2 separate regions of the Hordeum vulgare genome follow, and region 1 is linked to region 2. Evidence: chromatin contacts called from public Hi-C data. All regions are on one chromosome and are shown on one strand. The core of a region is the stretch at or near the end of the contact, and the rest is flanking DNA. Distances in the headings are between cores, read along the strand shown.

Region 1 (5,818 bases), core at 1,230-3,729, 380 kb before region 2:
CACAAAACACCAAAACCCTCTACAAACATACCAGTGCCATATATGCAGGAAGGATCCGTTCAATGTGCTTGGTACAGTGATCCCAGAAAAAACAAATTGAATTCAAATCCATATTTCGCTAACCATTAGCAATTTAGGAACCTATTACACTTCAAATTATTTTTGAGAAAAAATAGCAAGATGCAAGCTTTATCACGGAATGTCATAGACAACTTGGTAGGACTGAAATTCCAAGAATTCTTTTTGGTGGCTCATAATCAGAACACATCAATTCCAAATAAACTACTCCCTCTGTAAAGAAATATAGGAGCGTTTAGATCACTAAAGTTAGTGATCTAAACACTCTTATTTCTATATGGAGGGAGTAGAAAGGAAGACTCGCTTGTTAACCAACATCTGGTCACAACAGATTATTCACTTCTGAGCAAGAATTGGGTGCTACAAAAATGATGATGAAAGAGGGAAAATGGTGCTAGGGAGAAGACCTTAACAATCTTAGAATGTCTGTTTAGAGAATAGATATATCCCTACAGTAACAATTGAGCAGGAAGTGATGCAGGGAAGAATGAGTGTTGGACAATATACATAATATTTGTTGACGACTAGGCCCCCTCGGAGAAGGGCATAAGTAATACGTGGTGTTAACAATGCGATAGAGTATCCTGTGTAAGCCTCACAATCAACACAAAAGTTCCTTCTTCTTTTTTTGACTAGGCAGGAACCTAAATATGTAGTGTTCTACCTCCAGACTACAGACACACAACTACAAGGTTCAACAGTTACCAAGGGATCAAAGTACTCCCTCCGTTCCTAAATATAAATCTTTGTAGAGATTTTACTAGTAGACTACATACGGATGTATATAGACATATTTTAGAGTATAGATTCAATCATTTTGCTCCGTATGTAGACTCTTAGTAAAATCGCTTAAAAGACTTATATTTAGGAACGGAGGGAGTATATGGCAACTGTAGAACCATTGGAACTTCATCGTTGCTACAATATTCTCGATCACAGAGTTTTTGCTAAAAAACTTTTGAGAATAATCTAATGAAAATAGACATTGCATACAATGCTACAGCTGGATTTCTGGCTATTGAAGAAGAATTCTTTGCAAGGACCAAGGTATCAAGGATACTGCACAGATGACGGAGCTCCGGGTTCTTATAAGTGTGTTATAATGTCCTCAGGTAATACTTTTGTAGACAATAAGTCTTTATGTATAATTTTCTCTAATTTCCTTTTTCTGTGTTAATCAATAGAGAGAATCGTCAATCAACAAACAGATGGTGGTCAAAGATCGCTGAAATAGACAAATATCGACCTTAACCTCAAGCAAGTGAAAGCATCACCATCATCAGAGACAGAGACTAATTCCTCAAAGCATCAACGTCGATGTAAAGAACGAATCCATGCAAACAAGAGCATGTTCCACACAAATCCTGCTCCTGGCCACTGGCAGGTAGCTGCCGGCATATACACATATAACGGCACAAACATAAGATTTAAGACAAGGAAGAGGGATTCACCTTCCAGCGACGGTGGCATCGAAGGTGAAGGCGACGAGGAAGCGGCCGGGACAGTCTTCATCAGGCTCAATCCGGAGCGTCTCCTTCTTGAGGTTGACGTCGTTGCGGATGGTGACGGCCTTCTGGTGCTCGACGTAGGGCGTGGGCATGGGCGGCTGGAGGCCGTAGGGGTACCGTCCGGCCCAGCCGGGGTAGTGGTGGGAGTGGACGGAGGGCGGGAACTCCGCGGGGGGCACGTTGGGCGGCGGCGCGGCGCCCCTGTGGTGGTGGTCGTAGGGCGCCGGGAGGGGCACCTGCACGGACGGCGGCGGCGGCGGGTAGTAGTTCCCGTACTGCGGGTAGTACTGCGGCGGGTTGGGGTTGGGGTACTGCGGCGGGTAGGGCGTGGCGGCGGCGAAGACGTAGCGGTTGGGTGCGGCCTCCGGCTGCTGCTGCGGCGGCGGCGCCTGGTGGTGGTGGCCGTGGCCGTGGCCGTGGCCGGAGCTCCGGCGGCGGTGGCCGGGGCCGCCTCCCCCGCCGTTGCTGCCCGCGTTGCCCATAGCTCCCGCGCGCGACGCAGATCACCCGCCGCGAGCCCGGGGAGACGCGCTCAGGCTCGGATCTCGGGGCCCTGGAGCATCGAAATTGGAGGAACCTCGCCCGCCTCCTCCCAACGTCCCCAAGAAGAAGAAACCCAAGAATCCAATAAAAAGAAGACGCCCGCCCGCCCGCCGCCTCCGAGGATCAGCGGCGGAATTTGAGCGAGCCCCCTATGGATTCCCCTCTCGCGGATCGAAATCGAACACGATCGATTCGATCGGGGGAGGGGAGGGGAGGGGAGGGAGGGGACGGAAGGGGGCGCTTGCCGGCTCGCTCACACTTGTTTTGCTTTCTCGTCTGGTGTCGTATTTTTGGGGCTATAATGGAAGGTTGCGCGTAAAGCACACCACTATCGTCTCCCTTTTCTTTCCTTCCCTTTCCCCTCGGTGGTTGCGGGCGGCTATGGCCGGCCATCACACCCGTAGCCCCTTCAACTCCCCCCGAATCTCCCGCCGCCCACGCGGGGCTTGTGCGCGCGGGCGCGAAACCACCGGCGGAGCTCGAACCCCGTCGCTGCCACGCCACACGTGCGTGTGGTGAATGTGCGACGACCAGTGCGTGGAGCTCTGGATTTGGCGGTGACAGTGCATGTGCCGCGGACCCTATTTACGGTGAGGTCCTCGCGTGGCCGGCGAACCACGGTCACTCACTGGTCTCGTTTCCATCCAGCATGCAAGTGCGAGCCGTGGTGTGGAGTGGCTGTGGCTCCAGCCAAGCCGCACGTGTAAAAAAAACCTTTTGAAATTGGAGTGAAATGCATTGGAGCAACTTCCGAGCAGTTTTTTCGCGGGGTTGGGAACGGAAAAGTGGCAGCAACAATCCTGCTTATATTCCCTGCCCTTTTGTAGTAGTGGGAGGCGGTGGTGGTCAGGTTTCAGCGGGGAGCCTAACCAGAGGTGTCGCTGCTCCGCTTTTGCTAGTGGCCTTTTTTCCTTCCGCTCGACTAATGACAAAGAAACAATAATAGTACTACATTCATGCCTTGTTTGGTTTGTGTCCTTGGAATAAAGGTTTCTGCCGCTGCACGGGCTCCCTTGATGAATGGCCGAGGCGAAAGGCGTGCACGTTACAAGCGCAATCAATAATTGGGGCGACCTCTGCTCGTCTGTTGCGTCGAGGTGGTGGATGGGATGGTTGGTTTAGGCCTGAAAATGTGGGTGCTCCTCTAATTGGCGACACCCTTTCCGTCGTCGCACTCATTTACTCGGCTTGGTTAGCGTCCGGAGTGGGGATGCGTCCCTACTTGACTAGATAAACACTTGCTATCCGATGTGATCGCAGCTGGCCTGGAGCCCGGGACGATGCCTGGACCCCAAAGCCGGTCCATCGTGAGGCGCCACCGATTCGTACGTAAGGCTTCTTCACATTCTTCAAGAATATTGAGTAATCTCGACCTTGTACCACAAATGAAACCGTGGATGAAGCTGGAGAAGACAACTGTCGGCATCCCACAGACGCTGTGAAGGAAAAAATTCAATTTAAATCTTGAATTTTGTATTGATCGAACGGAATGAATCCCAAATCAAAATCCCAATCAATTGCATCTTGAACTATGCAATCCCTGTCAGGGGCGGATCTACGTGCCGGGCAGCCCGGGCTACGTCGTAGCACTCCTAGTATACGTATATGTTTTGTATATTTTTGTGAAATTCCTGCCTATATAGATAAAAGCCCGTGTCCTTGGGCCAGATTAACCGGGGCTAATCCTAAAGCCTACCAGAGCTAGCGACCTAGCGTTGCAATCAAGAAAACGGGATTGCGGGACTGACTCCTAGCACGTAGCCACGTACGATCGACGATCCGTTTCGCCAGGGAGTCAGCTCGCTGCTTGCCTTTTCTCGGCAGCGATCTAACCACCGCCACCGATCTAAATCTCGTCACCGCTCAGTGGCCGCCGGCCTGCCGCTCTCTTGAGTTGATCGTGCCGCCACCGCCGACGGAGACTCGCCTGCGCTGCTCGCCCCGTCTTGAACTCGCCTGGTTCCAGACCTGAACGCTGTCGCCTGCCAGTACGTAGACGCATCCAGGGGGTCAGCACAACTGAACTGAACAAGGTATGAACTGTAAAGAACGAAAGTTCAATTCTGGTATATATTTGATTGCCTGATTAGGTAGACTGGTAGAGAACTAATTTTAGCCGTCCGATTACAGAAAAATGAAGGGGACAAAGAGGGCAAATCCTTTTTCATCAAGACATGTATCATCTTATTTCCGGTCTGTTTCACAAGTTGCCAATTCGAGTCAATCTTCTCGTGCTCAAGAATCCGGTACGAATGTAGGTGGCAGTGGGACAGTTCCTAAACATACAGTCCCTTCCCAAGAGCAGCAACTTAGTCCTCACATTGTTGCTAATCCAGAACCAGAAGATGATAACACTAGCACTAGCAGCCAAGAGGAGAGCGATCTTAATCCAGATGACATTATTGCGGATCCTGGACTTCGAAAACCGATTGAGGAGCTAGATGTAAATGTCGGAGATGCTGCTAGGAGAGAGTATTTGGTAATGGGTCCATGTCAACCAGTTGGTCATAAATATCCTACAAAATTAATTGGAAGCCACATGCGGAGATTTCAGGATAAATGGTTCAAAAGGTATGATTGGTTGGAATATAATGTAGCTAAAGACGCTGCATTTTGTTTCTATTGTTTTCTCTTTAAGCAACCACGGGCAGAAAATTTTGGTACAGAATCATTTACAAGGGTTGGTTTTTATTTTTTGAAGAATGGGATTGAAGCTTGTGATCTTCATGTTGGTAAGGATATTAATAGTGCTCATAATAAAGCTAGGAAATATTGTGAGGCTTTCAGAAATCAGCGGCAAGGTGTGGATTATGTGTTGGCAGCAGCCACCAAGAAGGAGGAGGAAGAATATAAAGCTCGCATGACAATTATGATAGGCATTGCAAAGTTTTTGCTATTGCAAGCTCTTGCTTTTCGTGGGCATGACGAGTCTTCTCGCTCAAATAATAGAGGGAATTTTCTTGAAATGTTGAAATGGTATAAAGGGAAAGATGATAAGGCTGCAAAATTGCTTGACAATGCTCCTCGGAACCATCAAATGACCGCACCAAAAATTCAAAAACAGATTTGCAAAGCTTGTGCTAATGTTACAACCAAAGCTATTATTGATGACATTGGGGATAAAAAGTTTGTTGTACTTGTTGATGAGGCACGAGATGCATCTATCAAAGAACAAATGGCCTTGGTTTTGAGGTTAGCTACTATGAAATTTATCTTTCTACTCTTTGAGTGATTCAAATTTATGCTAATCATGTTCCTATTTCCCTATGTAGGTATGTCAACAATCAGGGACAGGTGATAGAGAGGTTTGTTGGTGTGAAGCATGTTCCAGACACGACATTCCCTTCCCTAAAGATAGCTTTGGATGGTATGTTAAAATCTCTTGGTTTATCCATCTCTAATGTGAGAGGTCAAGGTTATGATGGGGCATCAAATATGAGGGGACAATTCCATGGTTTGCAAAGACGCATAATAGATGAAAACCCATATGCCTTTTATATCCATTGTTTTGCCCATCAGTTGCAGTTAGTGGTTGTTTCTGTTGCTAAGTGTTCTTCCTCTGTCTTGGACTTCTTTAACTATGATAACATGATTGTCAACACGGTTAATGCTTCTTGTCATAGAAAAGATAAACTATTGCAAAGTCAGCATGATGAACTTCTGAACAAACTTGAGACCGGTGATATCTT
Region 2 (6,362 bases), core at 1,780-4,279:
TCCTGAACAAGATTTGCTCCGCGACGCTGATTGATTTGTCTTTCTTTTCTCGTTAAAACGAAAGTTGCTTTGCCCTCTTTTTTTGGCTAAATAAAAGTTGCTTTTGTGAAAAGCGGATCGCGTACCTCTGCATTTTGACCGAGGGACATGTATGATGGATCGGTTGCTATGAGCGCAGGCTCGCACATCTTTATCGCCTTATGGACATCCCTCAAGTGGCCCCACTTTGGCTGCCTCACCAGCCCTGAATCACGCATTGCGAGAAGGGCAAAATCAAACGCATTGTTCAGGAACCGAAGGAGAAAATCGAGACACGGGCAGCTCAAAGGAAGAAGACGGGTGCTCACCGTACTCGTCGATGGGGGCGTCGTAGTCGTAGCTCGTGGATATGAACGGACCTCCGGAGCTGCGGCCGAAGTTGGTCCCTCCGTGGTACTACCGACAGAGTAGAGTTAAGAGTTAAGAAAGACCCGGCCGGAGTTAGTCACAGGAGCAGCGCAGAGCAGAGGACCATCCATCAGCTGTGGGCGCACGTACCATGTAGTAGTTCTGCAGGGTGCCGCCACGCTGGTAGAAGCGCGCGACGGCGAAGGCGAGGTCCTCGGTGGGGCGGTAGGGCACGGCGCCGCCGAAGGAGAGGAACCAGCCGCTCCAGTTCTCTGTCCACAGCTTGGGCCTGCTGGGCAAGCTGGGCGTGAACTGGTCGCAGTAGAACCCGTTGCACGTGTTGATCTGCACCCATCCATGTTTTTTTTTCCCAGTTCATTCAGATTCAGTCTCGCTGCCGTCCGGTAATAACAACGATGACCCAGGGGCGCGGCGAGCCGACAATGGATGAAAAAAAAAATGAACTTACGAGGGGTTCTGGCGCGTCGGTCTGCTGGCACATGACCCAGGGCACGCCGGTGTCGAGCGCCACGGCCATCCCGGCGGCCCACCGGATGTACGACTTCCCCGCCGCGCCGTAGGAGGCGGCGATGTTGCCGTACTCGTTCTCGATCTGCGACAGGATGATGGGCCCGCCCTGCGACGCGTACAGCCCCGCGCCCTTCATCGTCGCCACCACCTTCTCCGTGAACCGCTGCATCTCCGTCTGCACCCACACCACACCACACCACCCAACCCGAATCATCCACCGAATCATTTCACTCATGATGGATCGATCGATCAAGCTGCATTGCTCGCACAATTATGCCGCCGCGTACCTTGAAAGGCTCGTTGTCGGTGCGGAGCTTGATCCCCGGGATGAAGTGCAGCCATAGCGGGAAGCCTCTGCGGTCGGGGTCACACGATCAACAAACGGCACACGGTTAGGCTCCATCGCTCCGCTCCGCTCCTCCTACTGAAACCGAGATCGGACAGGGGGAAATTGTGTAGAGTCGGAATCCAGACCCGTAGTTCCACTCGGCGCAGACGTAGGGGCCGATCCTGAGGTGCACGTAGAGCCCGGCGTCGGCGGCGGCCTTGACGAACCTCACCAGGTCATTCCTGCCCTCGAAGTCGTACTGTCACGTTGCGGCTCGTAACCGTCAGAGTTTTCGTGGCTTGATTTTGCAACAGCAAGTAGTAGCACATACCGATACAATGCAATACACAATATATTATTTACTATGCAAAATGTCACTAGTTCGAAGGGAGCTCATGATAGACGACAGTGTACGATCGGTAAGTAATTAAAGAGAGCTTGGGAGCGAGTGGGAAGAATAAAGCATAGGGTGCAGGGGAAGCAAGCACTGCCCTTTCACACATGACATGACGACCAGCTGGAGGAGATGATTTGAGAAAAGGAGAAACGAAAGTAGTATGACACTAGAGAAAATAGCACAGCAGCAAGAGAGAGAGAGAGAGAGAGGTTGATGGCCGGTATGGAGTGGAGAACGTGCCTGTCCCCGGACGGGCTCGTGGACGTCCCAGAAGACGTACGTCTCGACCACGTCCAGGCCGCCGTCCTTGGCCTTCTGCATCAGCCCCGGCCACATCTGCAATCAACGCCAGCCAGTGTTGAGCTATCCTCGGAGAAGAGAGTAGGGAGAGGCCACGCACAGACGAGAAAGAAAGAAAGCAAAAGAGAGCCGGACGTACGTCGGGGGTGCTCCGCGGGTAGTGGATGGAGCCGGAGACGAGCACGCGGCGCACGCCGTCGATGACCAGCGCGCGGTGGTCGTACGTCACGTTGGTCGCCGCCGACGTCCCCGCCAGGCAGAGCAGCGCGAGCAGCAGGGCCGCCGCCGCGCTCGGCAGCCTGCCGACGGCCGCCATTGCTTTGTCGCTCTCCTGAGAAGAAACAGCGACAAGGACTGCACCTTGTTCGTGGGATGATGGCGTTCGGTGTACTAGCCGAGCTAGTAGCGCGGTGGACGTGGAGTGGAGTGAGGGCGACGAGCAGCAGCTGGAGTTGCTCGGTGGGGGGCGGTGAGAGAAAAGAAAAAGAAAGAGAGGAGAGAAGCCGGAGGCTGCTGCTGCTGCTGCTAGCTCGGTGCCTCGGTGTGTGGCTTGGCTTCCCAGGCGAAATGGGATTTTAACGGAGCAGCAGAGCGCACACACACCAGAGACACTACTGGTGGTTTAATATACACCCCATGGGCAGGGCACAAACGAAATGCACCTCGCTTTCTCGCTTTGTTTGTTCCTTGTGGTCTTGTGGTTTGTGGATGCGGTGGTGGTGGTGGTGCCGTGCCCCTCCTCCTTCTCCCACCGCGATTAAAAAGGCTTTTTTGCGCGCTCGCGGCAGGCAATGGGGTGGGTGTGGAGTGTGGCCGTGTTCTCTCTCGTGGATCTTCCCTGCTCTTGACCTGCCCCGGGCGTCCGGTTTTGCTGCTGCTTGCAAGCAACGGCAACAATGGCGGACACCTGGGGTGCGCGATCGCGATGAGAAAACGAGATTGAACTGGATCGGATCGGATAGACGGGAGGGAGAAAGAATTTACTCCTGCTGCGAGTTGCTAGCAGCAGTAGTTAATGGCGGCGGCGTGATGGTTCGGTGGTACACACGGCGTGGATGATTGATGGGTGGGCCGCGGGAGTAATGCAAGCATCTTCCTTCCTTGCTGCCTCTCACCCTCTTTTCTCCCTCGCTGAAAATTACACCCCCCTCTTCTTTTTTTTACTTGCTGCAGAGAGCGTTTAGTATTCCCCCTCGCCGTACGCCTCCGGGCATGTGCTCTTGGCATTGGCCTCGCAAAGAAAGATAGAAAATGGGGCCGGCTAGCTACACCGACAGGGGTCGTGTGCGGTGACCGGCCGGCGTTGTCGCTTGTCGATCCCCAGCCCCGTTACCAGCACGTAGCGCTAGTTGTACCACGTCTGCCGCTCAGGTCTAGAACGGCCTTGTCGCTTCCCCGTCCCCGCGCGCGTATCATATGCTGCACTGCCGGCGTCCTGGACTGTCCCGCGGCGAAGGATCCATCTCCTTTTCGTTTCTTATCTTGTGCTAGAAAAATGGAAATGGCGAGGGTGGAAAGTGGTGGCTTAATTTTGGAGCAGTGGAAGTGGAAGATGATGACGCGGCGAGCTGTAGACAGGAGCCAGTTGTCGCTGCCGTGCGTAGGGATTTTTTTTAAAGGAGGATGACCCCAGGCATGTGCATCTGGAAGATGCATGCAGCCATTTTATTAATTATTCACAAATATCTTATAAAGCAATACATCAATATATCTGAAGCCGTTCTCTTGGCAATATCTGTCGCTACTCCTATCCAATGATGAAGGGGTGCAGAAAGTGTAAGCCACATACCCAGACCTCTCACCTAGCCTAACATCTAAAGCCGAAGGCCCCGACCGAGCCACATACCGGGTCAGGGGCACAAACCGGTCCAACGCACCCTCATAGGTTGTCGCCGCCGCTTTCCATCAATCCATCTTCAGAAGAGTTACTGACGCATCGACCTTGCAGGGCCTGCCGTCGATGCCCCCACGGTGCCAGACAACGCCTCCTCCCAACGCGCGCTCATCATCACGCATCCGTCGTCGAGACTTTGCTGCGCCTCGCCGCCGAGACTCCACGACATCAATGTGTCACAAGGAACGCCGCTCCATCGTTGATGCCGCCCAATGATCCCTCGAGCCCGTGTGTACCTCCATGAATGACGCCCCCAAGAGGGAAACAACACCAGAGCATCGCCGCCATCCAATCTACTGATCTAGGGTTTCCCCCGAAGGTAGCAAAGAGTGGCCTTGAACTTCTCCTCAGCGATGCCTTCAGGAAGGAAATGACGTAGACAACGCCGCCATCGCCGGCTTTGGCAGTAGCCGAAAGCAAGCTTTTACCCAGATCTGTTCGAAGAACCCATCTCTCCTGCACGGGCCACCACATCCTGCGACGTCCCCAGAAAGCGGGATCCCAAGATCCGCCGCCACCGGCAACGTCACAAGGACCCACCACCTGATCGTCATCCCTGACGAAGGGGATGACGCCACCACCATGTTCAGATCCAGCATCATCCGAGAAGGAGAACCGATCTGGAGTTGTGAACCCCAGATCCGCCGGCAGCCCCCGCAGCGCCGTCAGGATCCCGTCGGGCCGCTGCCCGAGCGTGCCAACTCCGCGTCCATGCCGTACGCCCAGGAACGCCGTCGCATCTCAGCCAGAGGATCCCCTCGTGAAGAAGGGAGGAAGGCCCGCCGTCCGCCGTCCGTCGGGCGAGCTTCGCTCGCCGGCCTCCTCCGGCGGCGGCGGGAAGCAGGGGAGGAGGGAGGTCGAGGGCGGCGGCGGCTAGGGCGCCCGAGTCGCCTCCCTGGAGGCGACACGAGCGTTTCTGTGATCTTGTTGCTTCGGATCAGGATCGCGAGCGGAGAAGGCTAGCGCTGCACCTTTCTCTCAAGCCGTTGGGAGATGGGGTGATCAACCAGGAAATCAGCTATGATGTCGTGTGTAGGGATGTAGAGCAACATCCGATCCGTTCCGTTTCCAAGTTAAAATATCTCAGATCAGTTGTAATTTTTTTGTCGAATTACTTTAATTTGGGCAAATATTATGTTATGCGGATTTATGTGGGATGTCCGCCTACATCCCTACTCGTGCGGCTTCGTGAGGTCATAGAGAGATGATTTTTCTTGCAACAGTGGGTGAAGTTGTGGAAAGAGACGGAAACTTGTCTACCGTCTGGGCTGCCTTCTGGATACGTCACATACGATGCGTGGACGGATGCATAATATAACACATGTGATGAATATTGTGATCCTAGATTTTATTCCTTCAGGCTGCGCTTGATCTGAATGTAAATACAAATCTATTTCTCTTACGGGTGTAACTTAACTTAACGGTCAAGAGCGATTTGCGGGCGGAATAAAAACAGAGGACGGTCCGTATTTTTTTTACTTCTAAGTGGAAATGATGTTCCAAACAGGGCCTTATGCACGATGAAGAAAATATTCCCTCACTTTACTGAAGCTTGTACCACAACATTTTGCTCTAAATAGGGCCACCTAACAAAGACCCTATGTACACATTTCTTTATATTGCAAAATAATAATGATACTCTCTTCGATCTATATTAGTTTACATTGTTTTAGCATGACTTTCGCATAGAAGTTTCCTTAACAGGTCGGTGTGCACGATTTTGTGGCACGGTAGCCTTATCGCATGAGAATCCTGTGAGGCAGCTAGGCAACTGCTACTCCCAAAATCTTTAATAATGTCCTAGGCTAGGCAGGTGATACGTTTCATGATGAAACTAAGTTGTGTTTTGTTCAATCGACACTCAAATTACACATGCACATCGATGGCGTGCCGAGCTGTAGACAGGAGCGAGTTGTCAATCACTGCCGTACTCGTGCTGCTTCGCCACGTGAGAGAGGATTTTTTGGCAACAACGGCAAACAAGTCCATCACATGTCGAAGCTAAACCTAGGCAAACAAATTGAAGAGAAACAAGCTGGCACTAGCTCGGCCTCGCACAGTCAAAACCTCACCAACTTATCGATCAGTGGCCTGTGGCTCATGTTCATCGCTGTCGGTCACACTGGCTCACGACAGCCAGCGTCTGAAATTCAAATTGGCACGGACAAGTGCCGTTTTGTCAAAGAGAATAAACCGAAATTAGCAACGCAGAGTCTTTGAGCTGAGCGTAACCCACTACGTACGGACTCCAGAACCGGACGGCACTCCACTACTTTCCCGGGAGCAGAGCAGGTGCTCCAGCAGAAGATGCCACGTTACCCTGTAAGACTAGACAAAGACAATTCCGTGGGGAATCTGTCCGTAATAAGTCTTCCCAAAACTAACGAGGTGGGTGTGTGTCGTCGCCGCTCGCCGCTCGGGTCAATCGCTCGCACAGAAAGACAAAAGCCCCCAGCATCTCTCGACGGATAGAGGAGAGGGACGCGAACGGAATGGTCTCCGTGCCTGGGCCGCGGCTGCGGGCG

Evidence for each region. Hi-C and Micro-C count contacts between places; a contact is called where the count stands out from the background.
Region 1: a Hi-C map of seedling shows a contact between it and region 2, with 6 times the contacts expected there. The contact joins the promoter of LOC123449124 here to the promoter of LOC123449121 in region 2. A contact is called at or near these places in 6 of 6 Hi-C or Micro-C datasets (leaf, seedling and an unstated tissue) and 1 of 1 datasets of contacts at active chromatin or transcription factors (embryo).

The regions. Positions count from the first base shown.
Region 1 is chr4H:495,955,847-495,961,664 of MorexV3_pseudomolecules_assembly, reverse strand. LOC123449124 (probable E3 ubiquitin-protein ligase LUL2) reads right to left here and starts at 2,479. Exons shown (of 3, transcript XM_045126215.1): 1 at 1,530-2,479. The coding sequence starts at 2,068.
Region 2 is chr4H:495,571,459-495,577,820 of MorexV3_pseudomolecules_assembly, reverse strand. LOC123449121 (beta-galactosidase 6) reads right to left here and starts at 3,029. Exons shown (of 17, transcript XM_045126213.1): 1 at 2,083-3,029; 2 at 1,884-1,979; 3 at 1,393-1,505; 4 at 1,206-1,272; 5 at 857-1,093; 6 at 538-732; 7 at 348-435; 8 at 126-244. The coding sequence starts at 2,259.